Regions from separate parts of the Columba livia genome. Here region 2 is linked to region 1. A link is a contact called in public Hi-C data. All regions are on one chromosome and are shown on one strand. Each heading gives the region's core, a stretch centred on a gene start, on an enhancer-like site or on the middle of the called end of the contact. The rest is flanking DNA. Distances are from core to core; before and after follow the strand shown.

Evidence for each region. A called contact is a pair of places that touch in the nucleus more often than the background predicts.
Region 2: a Hi-C map of liver shows a contact between it and region 1, with 4 times the contacts expected there. The contact joins the enhancer-like site here to the promoter of FZD4 in region 1. A contact is called at or near these places in 2 of 2 Hi-C or Micro-C datasets (crop and liver).

The regions. Positions count from the first base shown.
Region 1 is chr1:9,537,564-9,544,970 of bColLiv1.pat.W.v2, forward strand. It overlaps FZD4 (frizzled class receptor 4), which reads right to left and starts at 3,738. Exons shown (of 2, transcript XM_065032443.1): 1 at 3,401-3,738; 2 at 1-2,369. The coding sequence starts at 3,661. The coding sequence ends at 1,041.
Region 2 is chr1:9,715,589-9,722,995 of bColLiv1.pat.W.v2, forward strand. The region is part of intron 5 of TMEM135 (transmembrane protein 135); the gene reads left to right. Among named protein-coding and RNA genes, the nearest start is that of TMEM135, 160 kb to the left of the region's middle. Within about 2 kb of position 4,288, at least 2 of the 3 cell types and tissues checked have an H3K27ac peak away from gene starts, as active enhancers do.

The sequences.
Region 1 (7,407 bases), core at 2,488-4,987:
AAACTGGCATTGTTTGAAGAGACCCTCAACTCAATTTTCTTTTTCCTAGAGGAAGGAACGCTATAATGTAAGACTTTATTTAAAGCTGTTGAATGCAGCAGAATAAAGTAGTCCACTGGAAATAGCAGGAGCACCTGAAGGGACAGGAACAAAGGCAGACGGACAAAAACCAATGCAGAAGACCATACACAGATTTCCAGCCCCCACTGACTCATCTACTTCTGCCAATGGTCTTGAGTAAAGCCTTTAAAAAATTAGAAATATTGATAGAACCACGAAATAATTCAGGTGGGAAGGGACCTAGGGAGGTCCAAATTCCCACTCAAGGCAGAGCCAATTTTCAATTCAGACCAGGTTACAGACCGTAAAAATAATGTGTTGAAATTATTATTAGACCATCAGACAACTTTAAAAATCATCCTCACTAATACCTCACTAAATCCTACTCATAATGGGTAACTCTCAGACCTGGAAAGTCCACTTGGTATTTGTTGGAGGACCTGATCCTTGGCTGACTCGTGCAGCATATGGGAGCAACAGAATTCCCCAGGGCACAAAGACACAAGCCTCGGCAAGCGCCTTCTTCATGATGCTGAACTCAGAAAAAAGGCATCTAACTGAGGTCCCGGATGCTCCACCTTCTGATATCTGGGCCCTACATCAGCCCAGAATTTGGCCCCGGACCACCTTTCCTCCATCAGCTATAGGAAAAAGAAAATAACATCCCACAGGCGTGGGCTACAGTCCCTCAGCTTCTAAAGACTTCAGTACATTGCAAAGGAAGACAACGTGTTTGGATATTTCACAGCTTTTAAAGCCTCTCGGGCTTTCCTGTTTTGGGCAGCATGGTTTATGGCTATTGTATCTGCAGTGTGATCTTTTTGCTGTTTGTTCTTTAAGGCTTTTTTTTTTTCTCCATCCCCCAGAGACAGGTTGTGTAACCATCTCCCTACGCTGCTCCCAACATTTTCACAGCAACGCTTACACACAATCAGTCCTCCACGGGGGAGCGGTCGGACCATCGGGGTGCCGTCCTTTCCTCATACCACGGTCTCATTCCCTTTCCCAGGTTTCACCCAACCGTCTGCTCTCTTCTCCCGTTTTACCTTCCCTGAGTTCACCAGTCTGTTGGAGCACTTCTGCCACGTGTGCAGAGTTTTGGCTGACCAGATCCACATACCTGACGTAATCCCCACCAGGAGGGACATGAAGATTTTGAGCATCTCCACTGCCATATTGGAATCATCTGCCGAATAGCGGAAAATGGCCCAGTTGGAGATTTCATAGAAATAACAGGCGATGACACACGTTGCTGGGACAGTGTACAGCACCGAAAAAACACCGATTTTGACCATCAGCCTTTCCAGTTTGTCTGTTTTAGTTCCATCTTTCTGAAGATTAGACCTGATTTTAAATAAGGCCACCAGTCCCGCTGCAATGAATAAAGTCCCAATGACCAGGTAGGTAAAAAGCGGAGCGACAACAAAGCCCGTCAGCGCATCTAGGTTCTGGCTCCCAACGTAGCACAGACCGGTGAGCTCGTCCGCATCTACTAGTCTCATAATCAAAATGACGATGGTCTTCACGGCGGGGATAGCCCAGGCTGCAATATGGAAATAAGAGCTGTGCATTTCTATAGCTTCGTGGCCCCACTTGAGTCCTGCAGCCAGAAACCACGTCAATGTGAGGATAACCCACCAGATGGAGCTAGCCATCCCGAAAAAATACATCAGCAAGAAAATTATAGCACATCCTGTGTTCTTAAGACCTTCTTGGATAAGAACAGGTTCTGCTGCCTCTTCAAAATCACAGGATATCCTTTCCCGGCCCACAGTTAGCCTCACAATATAAGCAATGCTATAAATATTGTAGCACATGCTCAAAAATATGATTGGGCGCTCCGGGTAGGAAAACCTGGATGAATCAATCAGGAAGGTCAGGACTGTGAAGGCAGTGGAGATGAAGCAAAGACTGGCCCACACGGCCATCCAGATATCCGTGAATTCCTTGGCTGACCTGCTGTAGAGACCAGCGTCGTAGCCGCACTTGAGGACACAGTTCAAGCTCCTCTTCACCCAGATGTACTGCTCCGAGTTAGATCCCATGCTGTGGCACTCTTCTCCGGGCTGGAGGGAGGTCTTGCTGTGCAGGGGAACCTCTTCATCTCCTGGACCCTCCATGCACATGTGGTTGTGATCGTTCTGGGGTGGGAATTTGCTGCAGTTGAGGCTGTCCGGCCAGGCAAATCCAAATTCTTTTAAAACAGGCTCACATCTCCTTTTGACAGAGAGGCACATGCCACCACAGGGACCTATGGGGATGTTAATCTTCTCTGTGCACATCGGAACATACACCGAACAAAGGAAGAACTGGAAGAAACAGAAATCACAAGTGCGTTAGGGGAAAATTAAACAGGTTAAAATACAGCAAGTTTTCCTTTTTGTCTTTTTAGCAGTAATATTTGGTCCTTTGCCTTAAAAAACAGGAAGCAGCATAAAACAAATAAACCAAGAACAATAAAAACAAAGGAGAAAAAAAAAAAACAAAACCAACAACCTAACAATGTTGTCTTCTTTCAGTTCAAATGTGGTCCGAAGCCAAAGCTTGAACATTTTACTCCCTAGATTAGCTCCGTGTATATTTAGCCCATCACTTTCAATAAAGCGAGTGGGATTTAGCCAGATCTAAACCTCAAGGGTGCAATTTAGGAAAGCAAAAAACCAAACTGAAGCGGTTTAAACAAATACATATATTTGTTCTGGGCACTGCCTGGATATTACAGCTAACAGACAAACAGAAGAAAAGGCATTTTATTGAATTACTTTGGTTCATGATCCTCCTAAAAGAATAGCTTTTTCTTTTACAATAAGGTCACGTATGTAACAGTAATAAAACACTGTAGTTTCCTCCACTTTTCGAATAATCGCAATTCTGTGACGCGACAGTGTAAGCGGGATCGCGTGCTACTTCGGGAGCTCTGTCCCAAGAAACAAGCTGGTTTTTGTTTGATGAAATCCATGCCCGTGGGGAGGACCGGGATCTCACCATTCGCCTGGGAAAGAAACTCCTGCGATGGAAGCCTCGGAAGAGGTTCCCACCAGCCGGCAGCTCCCAGGAGCAGCTCCCTGGGGTTCTCAGCTAAGAGGGGAGCAGAGCTCGGGTACAACACCCGAAGCTCCGCCGAGACAACGTGCCCCTGCCCCTCCGCACCGGGATGAACGAGCCCGTCCCAGGCGCCGAGGAACAGCGCTCAACCCAGCGGGACTTTCGGTTGGGTTTTCTTTTTGGACTGAGCCGAGGGGATGGAGATGAGGATGGGGATGAGCAGCCGGTCCAGTCCTCCCACCCCGCTCTCCCACTCCGGCCACGCACAAAGGGGACCCCCGGCGCCCCGACCCACCTGGAGCTGGCTGGAGCAGCCGTACTGGATGAGGGGGGTGAAGGTGGTGAGCTGCAGCTCCGCGTCCGCCTGCAACTCGTGCCCCACCAGGTTGGGCATCTTGGTGACATTGTAGCCCAGGTTCTGGCACATGGCGATGCGGATGGCGTCGCACCGCCGCTCCTCCTCGTCGCCGAAAGCCCGCGCCCCACCGAGCAGCCCCGCCAGCAGCACGGCCAGCAGCCGGGCCCGGCCGGCAGCCCCTCCGCCGCCCCCCGCCATGGCCCGAGCTGCGCCCCACGGCCCCGGCCCCGGCCGCGCCGTGCCGCACGGGCCGGCTCCAACGGGGAGGGGCCGGGGGCGGCTCCGCTATTAAAGAGCTTCGCCGAGAAACTGCCCAGGGGAGGGACGGCGCCTCCCCGAGCCCTCCCAGCGCCCCCGTCCCCGCCCCGGGGAGCCCGGCCCCCGCCGCAGTCCTGCTGGACGGGGGTGGTCCTACCTGCACCCCAACTCGGCATCGAGGAGTCCCAGCTCGGGTGCCTGAGAAGCCCCGACCAGCACCCTCGAGAAGCGCCGTCCTCCTGGCTGCCTCCCGCCACCCCTCGCAAGCCCCCAAGCCCTTCTCCTCCTGCTCGCACCCCTCAGACCTGCACCCCTCTGCTACGGGGACAGGCTGAGAGTTGGGGTTGTTCAGCCTGGAGAAGGGGAGACATTATTGCAGCCTTTCAGTACTTAAAAGGGGCCTGTAAGAAAGATGGGGCAGACTTTGTAGCAGGGCCTGTTGGGACAGGACAAGGGGTGATGGTTTTAAACTAAAGGAGGGGAGATTCAGGCCAGACATGAGGAAGCAATATTTTACACTGAGGGTGGTGAAACCCTGTCCCAGGTTGGCCAGAGAGGTGGTGGATGCCCCATCCCTGGAGACATCCCAGGCCAGGCTGGACGGGGCTCTGAGCAACCTGACCTGGGTGAAGATGTCCCTGCTCATGGCAGGGGTGGCACTGGATGAGCTTTGAAGGGCCCTTCCAACACAAACTGTTCTACAACTCTATTGTCCTTGTCCTTCAGGAATACCCCGGGGAGCCCTGCCCATGCCCCCTCCAACCAAAACATGTACCCCCCCCTTGCTCCTACATGCCTGGTGCCACTGGGAGACATTCCCACCATCCCCAGTGTCCCCACTACACCTCTCCATGGCACCCAAGTCCAGCTCCTCATGGACAGTGTGGGCTGAAACCACAGCACACATGTTGGGGCTCATGCTCATTGCACCCCAGCCCTTCCCTCACTTCTGGCCTGTCTCCTCACAGCCAAGGGCACTCGGCTTCTTCATGGCCAGGTTAAAAATGTCCAGGCTGGTTTTCTGAGCTGCCTTTTTCTCTTCCCCTAACAAGTTAAATTGTTTCGCTAGCTGCTGAGCTGCTGGGTTACATCTGGGGTTTACCGTTGTTTGTTTTTTCATTGGGGCCAAGAAACCTGGAGGGCACTGCTAGGTACCTCCTGGCATTTGTATAAATCTCCGTAAAATAAATAAGTGTGGATGAAGCATTTCTGAATTTGGAGGGGAAAGGGCTGGATGATTAAGCAGACCTTGAACATGTCAGCAGGAGGAGGGATTAAGCACAGAGAAATTAGGTTTGCACTTAAATTCTCTCAGTATTATTTACACCTGTAATAAAACCTGGTTGAGCTGGTTGTGCCTTCAGCAAAAATATGTCATCTATTAATGAACTGTTTGTAAAGCACTTTGAAAATGTTTGTAAAGTCCCAGTTAAGTGACCTCTTACTGTGTGTGTATGGCCAGTGGCATGTGCATGTGCTCCTGAGCATGTCCATCGCAGCAGCTCTGCTTCCATTCGCACCTTTGCTTCTCCCCAGGGTCTCCTGGCTGCATCACCGGACTAAGACTAAGACTAACAGACCAAGGCAACACTTAAAAACAGCTCCTTTCCAGGCATGAGATTGTAAACTGCAGCAAAACTTGATCTGTTCTCCCAAGTAACAAGTGATAGCACAAGAGGAAATGGCCTCAAGTCGCACCAGGGAAGGTTCAGGTTGGATATTAGGAAAAAATTCTTCATGGAAAGGGTTGCCAGGCATTGGAACAGGCTGCCCAGGGACGTGGTTGAGTCACCATCCCTGGAGGGGTTTAAAATATGTGTAGAGGAGTTTCTTAGGGACACGGTTTAGTGCCAGAGTTAGGTTATGGTTGGACCCGATGATCTTGAGGGTCTGTTCCACCCAAAATGATTCAATGATCTAAAACCCATGCTGTGAAGTGCTCAGTCCCTGTGGGTTTCTCCTTTGCAGCTCTATCACTGTTGTGTTTTTTTCACCTCTCAGATGTGGGAACCGTGTGTGTGAGCTGTACCACGATGTTGCAGGGACTGATGGGCTCCAAGTGTGCTTTCCTCTAGCAAGATGGATGGTCTTTTAATTGAGGTTTCATGAGCTCAGATATTTACATAGCTCTCATCACGGCTAATACTTTACAGCGAGCTCCAATAAACAGTGCCTATAACCTTACAAAATCCTTGTGAGGCAGACAAGTAATATTATCTTAACTTTTTAAACACGCAGGCAGACAGTGCTACAGTCCCAAGGTCGGGCAAGGAGCTTGCCATGGAGTCAGCAGCTCGCAAGCCCCACGTTCACTCCCCGGCGCTGCCGTCCGTGCCCAGCAGCGCTCAGCTGCTAATCGGGGTGGGTGATAATGCTGGGAACACACAAACTGTGCCACAGAGGCCCGCCAAGCTGCTCCCAGCCCCACCGAGTTCAACGTCTACTTCAGATGGGTGGGGGGAATGGGTGATGGGGGGGTCTCCATACAGTCAAAATAAAGCAGGAGGCATAGGCTCCCCTGGAGGCAGTTTGGGTGTTATTTCTTTCTTTTTATTTATATTTTATTTTTCCAAATTATGTAGGAAAAGAATCCTAGAGGGAGTATCGTGGTGACCTTAAAAACATGCATCTTTGTATATGAAAACCCTTTTCATTTACAGTCTGCTGCTGCAGTGAGGCACCAAAGCAGAGTTTGCTGCTGCCAGAATAAGGCCTTTGCCTAATTCCCATGAAGAAAGGTCACCTACTGCATATTCCACAGATACACGACGAAACCTTTGTCCGTGGATATGATCCTTGGACTCAGTAAAGGGGCAGGGGGGCATTTTAATGTCACAGTGGACACAAGTATATTTTGAGAAGAAGAACTCTTCCCCTCCCAGAAAAGAAAAAAAACACCCTACTGCTATTGCCTTTTCTTTGAGAACACAAAATAAATATTAGAAAGTGCTACACTGCTGTGTTTGCTTTGGAAAGTCTTTTAGATAACGGGAATTAGTTTTCAAAACAAGAGTGCTGGGAGAGGCGGTGGCAAATCATATGAGAGGTCGGGGTTGGAAAAAATGGTAATTACCCTGCTTTGAACCTTATGCATGTATTAAGAGTGATTAATGTCACCATGATAAGCATGTACATAATAGTTTCTTTAAACAGATCAAAGTAAGAAACCTCCTGGATAGTGGGTTTATAGATTCTTAGATTACTGGGCAGTGTGAGACGCTGGCCTGAATCTGACACAACACAAGCCATGTTCTTTCCTTGATTATTGCCTGACTTAAAGCATATTATTTTTTAATAAATGTGATTTAGATTCTGAGGTTGCCTTAATTAAAGGATCAGCAGCCACCCTGAATATTGTCTGTTGTGGCCACCAATAATCATATTTGGTTTCTAGTCCAAGTTATCTTCAGCTTCCAGCCACTGACTTTTGTTCTATCTTTACCGGCCATGTTGAGAGGTCGCTACTGAGATTATCCCTGTAGGTAATGTCAGGCTGCGATTAAATCACCCTTTGACCTTTTTGTGGTAAGCAAAAGAGATTGAACTTCCTGAGTTTCTTCCTGTGAGGTGTCTTTTTCAATTCTTTAACCATACTTCTGATATTAAAGGGCCAAGATTTGCCCCTGCTGTTTGAAAAGCACTTTCAGCCCAAACTATCCTTTGCAGTCTTACTGGATATGTCTGAA
Region 2 (7,407 bases), core at 3,038-5,537, 180 kb after region 1:
CAAGTCCTTACAAATAATATCTCAGTGATTTAGAAGGCATGTAGTGCCTTCACTATGCCTGGGCTTATTCAGAATGATTGTTAATTTATTTCAAATATTTTTTATAGCTTTTCATTTCATTATAAGTTAATTCTGTTTATACAAGTCTGTTTTATTAAATGTCAGAGATATGGGTAATATAATATAAAAGTATAAATGGATCATCTCCTCATAATTACATTTTCCCCAAATGGAAGCACAGCAAAAAGCCAAATGTTTCCCTCAAATCCATTTGTGGAATCATCTGGGGAAAGCAAATGTTGTATCCATTTCTCTTGAATAATTGAATTAATCCATCAATCAATCTCTATGAAAGAGGTTTTTAAGTGACCAAAGTTTTGAATCACCTGCAAATAGCATCACGTATGTTTACAGAAGACAGTTCCAACAAGTTTAGCTTCTTTTTTCTTCCTTTTTTCTTTATTTCCAGTTGCAGAGAGCCAGTAGAAAGAGCCGGAGGACAGTTTGTCAGTAGATTAATTTAGCACAGGTCTCAGTGTAACATAGAATTGCTGCAGATGCCACCATTATTTAACCTGAGCCAAACCCGGTATGAAGTTAAGATCATTTACTGTTTAATCTGATGAGAGCGTGTCCCCTTTGGTGGCAGACTGTTCTCATTGTTCTAACAACAATGGAACTGCATCAGCGCATCCTTGACCGCGGGGGTGGATGTGATTGGATGTGATTTTGTGCACGTCACGGTGTATTTCGCTGTATCCTCATGCTCCTAGAACCACTTTGACTTCCCGTTTTCATACTTTCAGGGTCTTTTGGCCATTTCCTATTTTTGTTCTGTGCCTGATTTGGAGAGAGTGTTTGGGTTTTGCTGTAGCAGAAGGTGCCATTTTTTGATAGAACACTTGGAAGAAAAAGGTTAAAATTGGGTAGTGAAAAAATGACGTCACTTCCCAAATTTCAGCAAACCAGTTGAACTGAGCAAGGAAAGGCTTAACTTCATTGTTTAGTCAACAATTTTAATTGAAATTGGTTTCTTGTATCAGCTGTGTGAGGCAGGGTCTTTGATGAAGGATTTTGGAAGGGTTTGCAGCCATCGGGGTGACTCAGTTGCTGCCCCTGAGCCCACAACACAACGTTGTTGCTACACAAACATGTGGAAGGGCTGCATCCAGATAAAACAATTAAACATATCTTTTTCTTTGCTTTCTTTCAATTTACTCAAAAATGCACATTTCCGGAAGCACTAATCTCTGAAGAAATGTGAGCGTTGTAAGTAGTGGGATAATTAACATCATTGGAAATCGGATTTTGCATTTGGCAATAACACACACAACTTGATTAGCAATCAGATGTGAAGTGTTGATTGATAACAGCTTTGGTTTACAACCCTGATATAGTATTTTAACTTCAGTATAAACAGCTTTCTTTTCAAGTGCAGTGTCACATTCTTGCCAGAATTGCAGAATTTTCCTTTAAAAATGTAATTCCCTGGATTTACATGAAAGATTAATGGGACCACAGTTCACTCTTGACTACGCTGCTTGTTGTTTCCATTCACCCTTTCTATCCAAGTGTTGTAAATGGCGCATTCAGTACAGGTCTAGAAAAAATAATGTCCATGCTCTGCTCTGCTACTTTTACCCTTCGCCTTGAATATTATCCCTACTTGTTCGTTCTTTGTTGATTTTTTTAAAAAACATAGTTTTATATTCACTCCATGTACTACTTACAAAAATATAGCCTTTTCGAAATATCGTTTTATACTTTAAGCACAGCTGAAAGAAATGTCATGGATACATTCTTTCACTTGTAATTTAAACACACAAAAGTTAAACTATCAGTCAGATTTGGAAACACAAGCAATGAGACTTTTCAATGCAGTTTGATCCCAGCTGCATTGCACATTTAGTAGTTCAAAGTATCATTTTTATAAGAGTTTCTGCTACAACTGTTCTGACTTCAGTTATTTTAAATGTGATTTTTGACATGTCTTCTGACATGTGGGGTACAAGATTAGATTTTTTGGTTATAATTGCTCCTTATAATTTTTTTTCCATGATCCCAGGTTGAATAGACAAGAGCTGTGAGGAATGATGGAAAGAAAATAAATGTTTAATCCACAAAAGGGGGAAGTTTTTTCCCTTAAATTTGCCTCTGGATTTCCTCTGCACAAGTCACAAGTTGCATCTCATGATGGTGATGAGTCTCGGATGAAGCAGCAGGTTTTCCATCAGGTTTTCTATCCCATTCCTGGAAATGTGGAGGATGAGACGAAAGCGAGTGGTTGTTCCTGCTCCTGCATCATCTGAGAAAAGTTGGGGTACAGAGACATAGCACGAAGGAAGGACTTGGGTCTGATATTGGGGGAAATGTTAAAGTTAACGGCAGCTGGTGCATGGAAGAGATTACTTTTACTTGCTGCATTTCCAGGTGCCTTGATATGGTGATTTTGTAGAGTCTCTAAAGATGTGTTTCAGTCTGGATGGATGGACAAAAATGCTTGCACATCTATACAGGGGACAATAACTTAGCTTGAAATATGGATATCCTTTTTGGATTGAGTTATCTTTGTGAGATCTCTTTAGTAAATAAAGGTGATTGGTTGGAATGATAAAAAGAGAGGAGAGGAGAAAGAGAGGAGAGGGGAGAGGGGAGAGAGGAGAGAAAAAGGAAAGGAAAGGAAAGGAAAGGAAAGGAAAGGAAAGGAAAGGAAAGGAAAGGAAAGGAAAGGAAAGGAAAGGAAAGGAAAGGAAAGGAAAGGAAAGGAAAGGAAAGGAAAGGAAAGGAAAGGAAAGGAAAGGAAAGGAAAGGAAAGGAAAGGAAAGGAAAGGAAAGGAAAGGAAAGGAAAGGAAGGAAAGGAAAAAAATCTCACTGAATCTTGCATGTTAAAGCAATCTAGCCATCTGTGAAGGAAACAGCTCACATTCTGATCTCTTGTGCCTCATGGAGCTGTAGATCTAGAATGGAAGCTCCTTTGTGTTGAGATGCTGCTCAACTTCAAGTGGTGGTTTTGATCCAAAGGAATTACATCTAAATGCTTCTCTGCTTCCAAGTAGGGTGCTATAATTTTAGATTTGATGCACTTTGTTTCTGATAGGAAAATAAGTAAGCAGAGTATTATTTTTTTTCAAGCTGGTGTGAAAGTCATGAGAAGTTGCTGAAGTCAGAAGACTCTTGTGTCACCATATCTACAAAGAATTTTAGGATCCGGTTTCCCACAGATTTATCTAAATGTCTTTCTGCAGCCTCATCACAGACCACTGACAGCTCAATGGATTTAGGCATTAAGATTAGCATAATAATCATGTTCTTCTTTGGTCCCTGGGAAGGATCTAGATACCGCTCAGATAGTTGGAAAGTTCACCACAACTGAGTAGTGACAAGTCAAAATAGGTTTTGTGGCATGTCCGATCATAATTCTTATAAATCACATTTTTCACTTAAAAACGAAAATATGTGTTCTTCTGCTGGGAAAAATACTAGTGGTACACAGTTCTGAAAAACCTTTGGTTTCAACCCCGTTTGTCTTATCTGACTTGACTGGGTCAGCTCTTATTTTATATCCACAGATATAAAATACTTCATTTTAAAGTAACTTTTTTCTACATAGTGAGGAAGACCTTACTGGTTTGGAATTGTTCTTGCTTCCCAAGGCCTTTTGGAAAACTACTATTTCCGAAGTGGGATTTTATCTTACAGTAACCACATAAACTATTTACTCTCAAACAACTTAGAACTGAGCTTGAACTAGTTCTTCCATTTCTCTGATACAGAATGGTTAAATGTGTGTCCCTGGATCTTGAATTTCTTTATAATCCCATTCTCAGTGGCGCTTATTCTGCAGTTTCAATCCTGTAGTCACAACCCACGTGATTAACATGATGGGGAGTGTCAGACCATGAGGGGGGTGGAGAAGATAATGATGGATGATTTGGTTTTAAGGAAAACAAATGATCTTTTGAGAATAACATTTACAAAAGGACAGATGGGGGCAAATACAAAACAGGAGTTTGACTTGCAGGAATAAAGAGCGAAGGGGGAGATGGAAAAGGAAGAAAATAAATGGATAAAGATGACATCTCAGAAAAATGACAACTGTTACTGTGTTTAGTGTTGTTAACACTGGGGGAAGGGAGAGAGTGAAGGATAGAAAAACAGAAGGAGGAAGGTGTAGTAACCTCTCTAAGTAGCTTGAAACAGAAAATGGATTGTCCTCAAGTTCAACACAGCTCACAAAGGAACGTGGGTACCCTTTAATTCCTAATAGCAAGGGATATAGCTGGCGTGTTCAGACACAGTCACGTTTCATCACTGTGATCCTCCCTTCCCCATAAAACACCTTAACTGGGAACCGTGGTCACCTCCACCTCTGATCAGTCTCTACAGGCAGATGTGATGTGCCACCACATGTCCCGTGCTTGCGGTGTTTCCTTTCCACCCGGCCGTAATGAGAGCTCTGCATAGAGGAGTTCTTAATTTACTCCTACTCTGAAAGGTAACACAAGCAATACGGGGATGCTGTTAAATGTGGCATATATTGGTGCTGTGAGCTGCTTTCTCCTCACCAGTTCCGTGGGTGAAAAGTAACTTGGTTCCCCAGAAGGCTTCTTGCACAGGGTATATCGATTGGTCACGGAGAAAATCTTTACAACACTTATGACAAGGCATACTAATAAAAAAGCCCAAAACAGAATTGCTGGCAGCTGCAGCCTTGCAGTTCAGTGTGGGAACTTCTCCTTCCCACAGGATGGAGGGAGAGTAGAGTAAGCTCATGTACAGCACCTTTTCACATACACAAACATAAATAATTAGAGTTAGTTCATGTCTAGTTGGAAGTATAGTTAGTATCAAGCCTTGGCTCTATTTCACTTTTACTGTTTTCTTTATGAAAAAATAAATGTGTGTGGCCATAAGTTAAATTTGTGTTACAAATATACACAACTAAAATCAACTCTATTTGCTCATGTGCCAGAATTGTCGCAGCAGGGGAATTTGGAGAACTTGAATTTATTGCTGTGGCCAAAGCCAAGCTGGAGTGAAGCATTTCTGGGTGACCAGGTACACGGTGCCCAATGGGGACAGCTGGCAGGGTCCCTTTGTACCATTTTCTGATGGGAAAATGGAACCAGATTGTGCATCCTTTAAATTATTGCTTGCTGGGCACAAAGTGGCGCTGCCCTCCTGCAGCTTGAGATTCGGTCCCTGGGGCGCTCAGGGTGCTGGGGATGGCAGCAGAGGTGAGTTACCTCTAACGGCGTACAACTCACCCCTTATCTCAGACCTTCCCGGTTGAATAAATGCCCTGAAAACAAGCTTTTAATACGCTATTGAGGTTTTTCCGGTCTCAGGGATATCTGCAACGCCGGACACATGTAACAGGTTTTACTGTGCTCATTTACAGCTTGAATGGCTCACAGGGGTCAGCAGCACAGGCCAGGCTTTTTCACCCCTTGAGCAATGAAGCATTGAGTAAAAGTTATTATTACCAATTAGTGTTGGCATTATTATTACCAATTAAGGGCTGTATGAAGCAAATCATTAGTCTTAGTTCAGTTATTAGCAGACAGGTGTTCGTGAAACGTGCCATATGCAGCGAGTGTTGGACCTCGACAGTCTCCCTTGAAGCTGAATTTGTGACGTCTCCATGCTGTCCCTGCAGCAGCTTTGGTTGTGCCCCCCAAAAACCAGCATGCTTGGAGTCAGCGTGGGGGGTTCCTGCTGCTACCTATGGTATGTACCCAGTGAGTGAATAAATAAGGCAATCCCTATCTCTAGACTGGTATTCTGCAGCCTTTCATGTACTGAATTCATGATTTAAAGCCAGATATTAGATCATTAGTTTTGGTTTTGGTTGCTGCTTCATTTGTAAAAGCAAAATTGTCATGTCAGAGAAGGATGAGTTACCATGCAAATTACTCAAAATTGTTTCTCTAGGACTTCTGGTTTTTAAATCCTTTAATATGCAATATTTTCACATATCCACTTTACACAAGTGATTTTAGACAGCAAGCAGCATGAATTAAGTTCTGTTTAAGACCTTATATAGTGCTTTTATACTGTTATAATTTAAAAAATTAGGAAGTTAATGGGAAAAAAAATTGAATTGTATCTTTAGTGTTGCTTCCATATTGAATCACATATTTAAGTTTGGTGCATTTTGCAGGCGGATTCATAGCTCTATAATTATACAGAAGAACAAATAAAATAAGAATAATTATTTAATAAAGTTTTGATATACCAAATACTGCATAGAATTGACTTTAATCGTGTGGTTAGAATAGACATTAGAAATCTTTTGCATGTTTCTTGGAGGAGTAGGGAGTTGGAGTGCTGTTGTCTCTTTCAGCGATTCAGATCTCTTCTGAATTTCAATACTAGTGAAGAAAGGATTCGAGCGACGGTGTCTTTGGGGAGTTAAAGGCAGATGAGCGGCAGGGTGGTGTTGGTCGGGTCGGCCCCAGCACTGGTTGGGCAGGGACCTCTGCTGGTGTGATAATGGAATAATGGGACACGTAAAACTCAACCAGCAGCTGCACTGAAGTGATTAAGGCAAAAACATCATTATGCTCATGCTGTTATTGCTTTCTGTTTCAATATTATTCTATAAACACTTACATGCATGTTTACATTTCAGTTTGTGTATGGTTTTAATTTACTGGGAAAGTAGAAACTAAGGCCCTATTCTTGAGCTGGCAGCTTGCAGACTTAATTTGTTGAACACCCTTAAATCAAAGTTCATTTAACTTACAGTCAATCAGATGTTTAAAATCAAACTCATGATACCAGACTGTGGTTCTGTGGATATAGCAGACATATATATAAACCCTGTGCATTTGGGCTCCATTTGCAGTTCTGCCAGTGATTCACTGTGATCTCTGGCAAAAAGCTGATTAAGTTTGTTTCAGTCCATCACTCACCGATTGTTTCAATCCATCTTTCAGTCCGTCTCTATGTTAAAGTGCTATGATAATTTAAAGCTTCTGAATCTTATAGGTAAAGAATCATAAAAAGTAAAATGTTTGCATATCTTTGATGCGAAGTTCTATATTAATTAAAGACAAAGTGAGCCATCTTATTTATATGCATTTACCTTTAACCCCTAGATATAGAATCACAGAATGTCCTGAGTTAGAAGGGACCCACAAGGATCATGGAGTCCAACTCCTGTCCCTGCACAGGACAACCCCACAGTTCACACCGTGTGTCTGAGGACGTTGTCCAGTCTCTTCTTGAACACTGTCAGGCTTGGGGCCGTGACACCTCCCTGAGGAAACCAATATTGTAGGTGCAGTCATTGTAAAAGAGAAGTTCTTCAGGATGAATTTTCCAGTGCTCTGTGCAACTGTGCTTGATACTTACTTAGCACTGTGCACATGGTGACAAACCAAAGTCCTTGGAAGCAGATG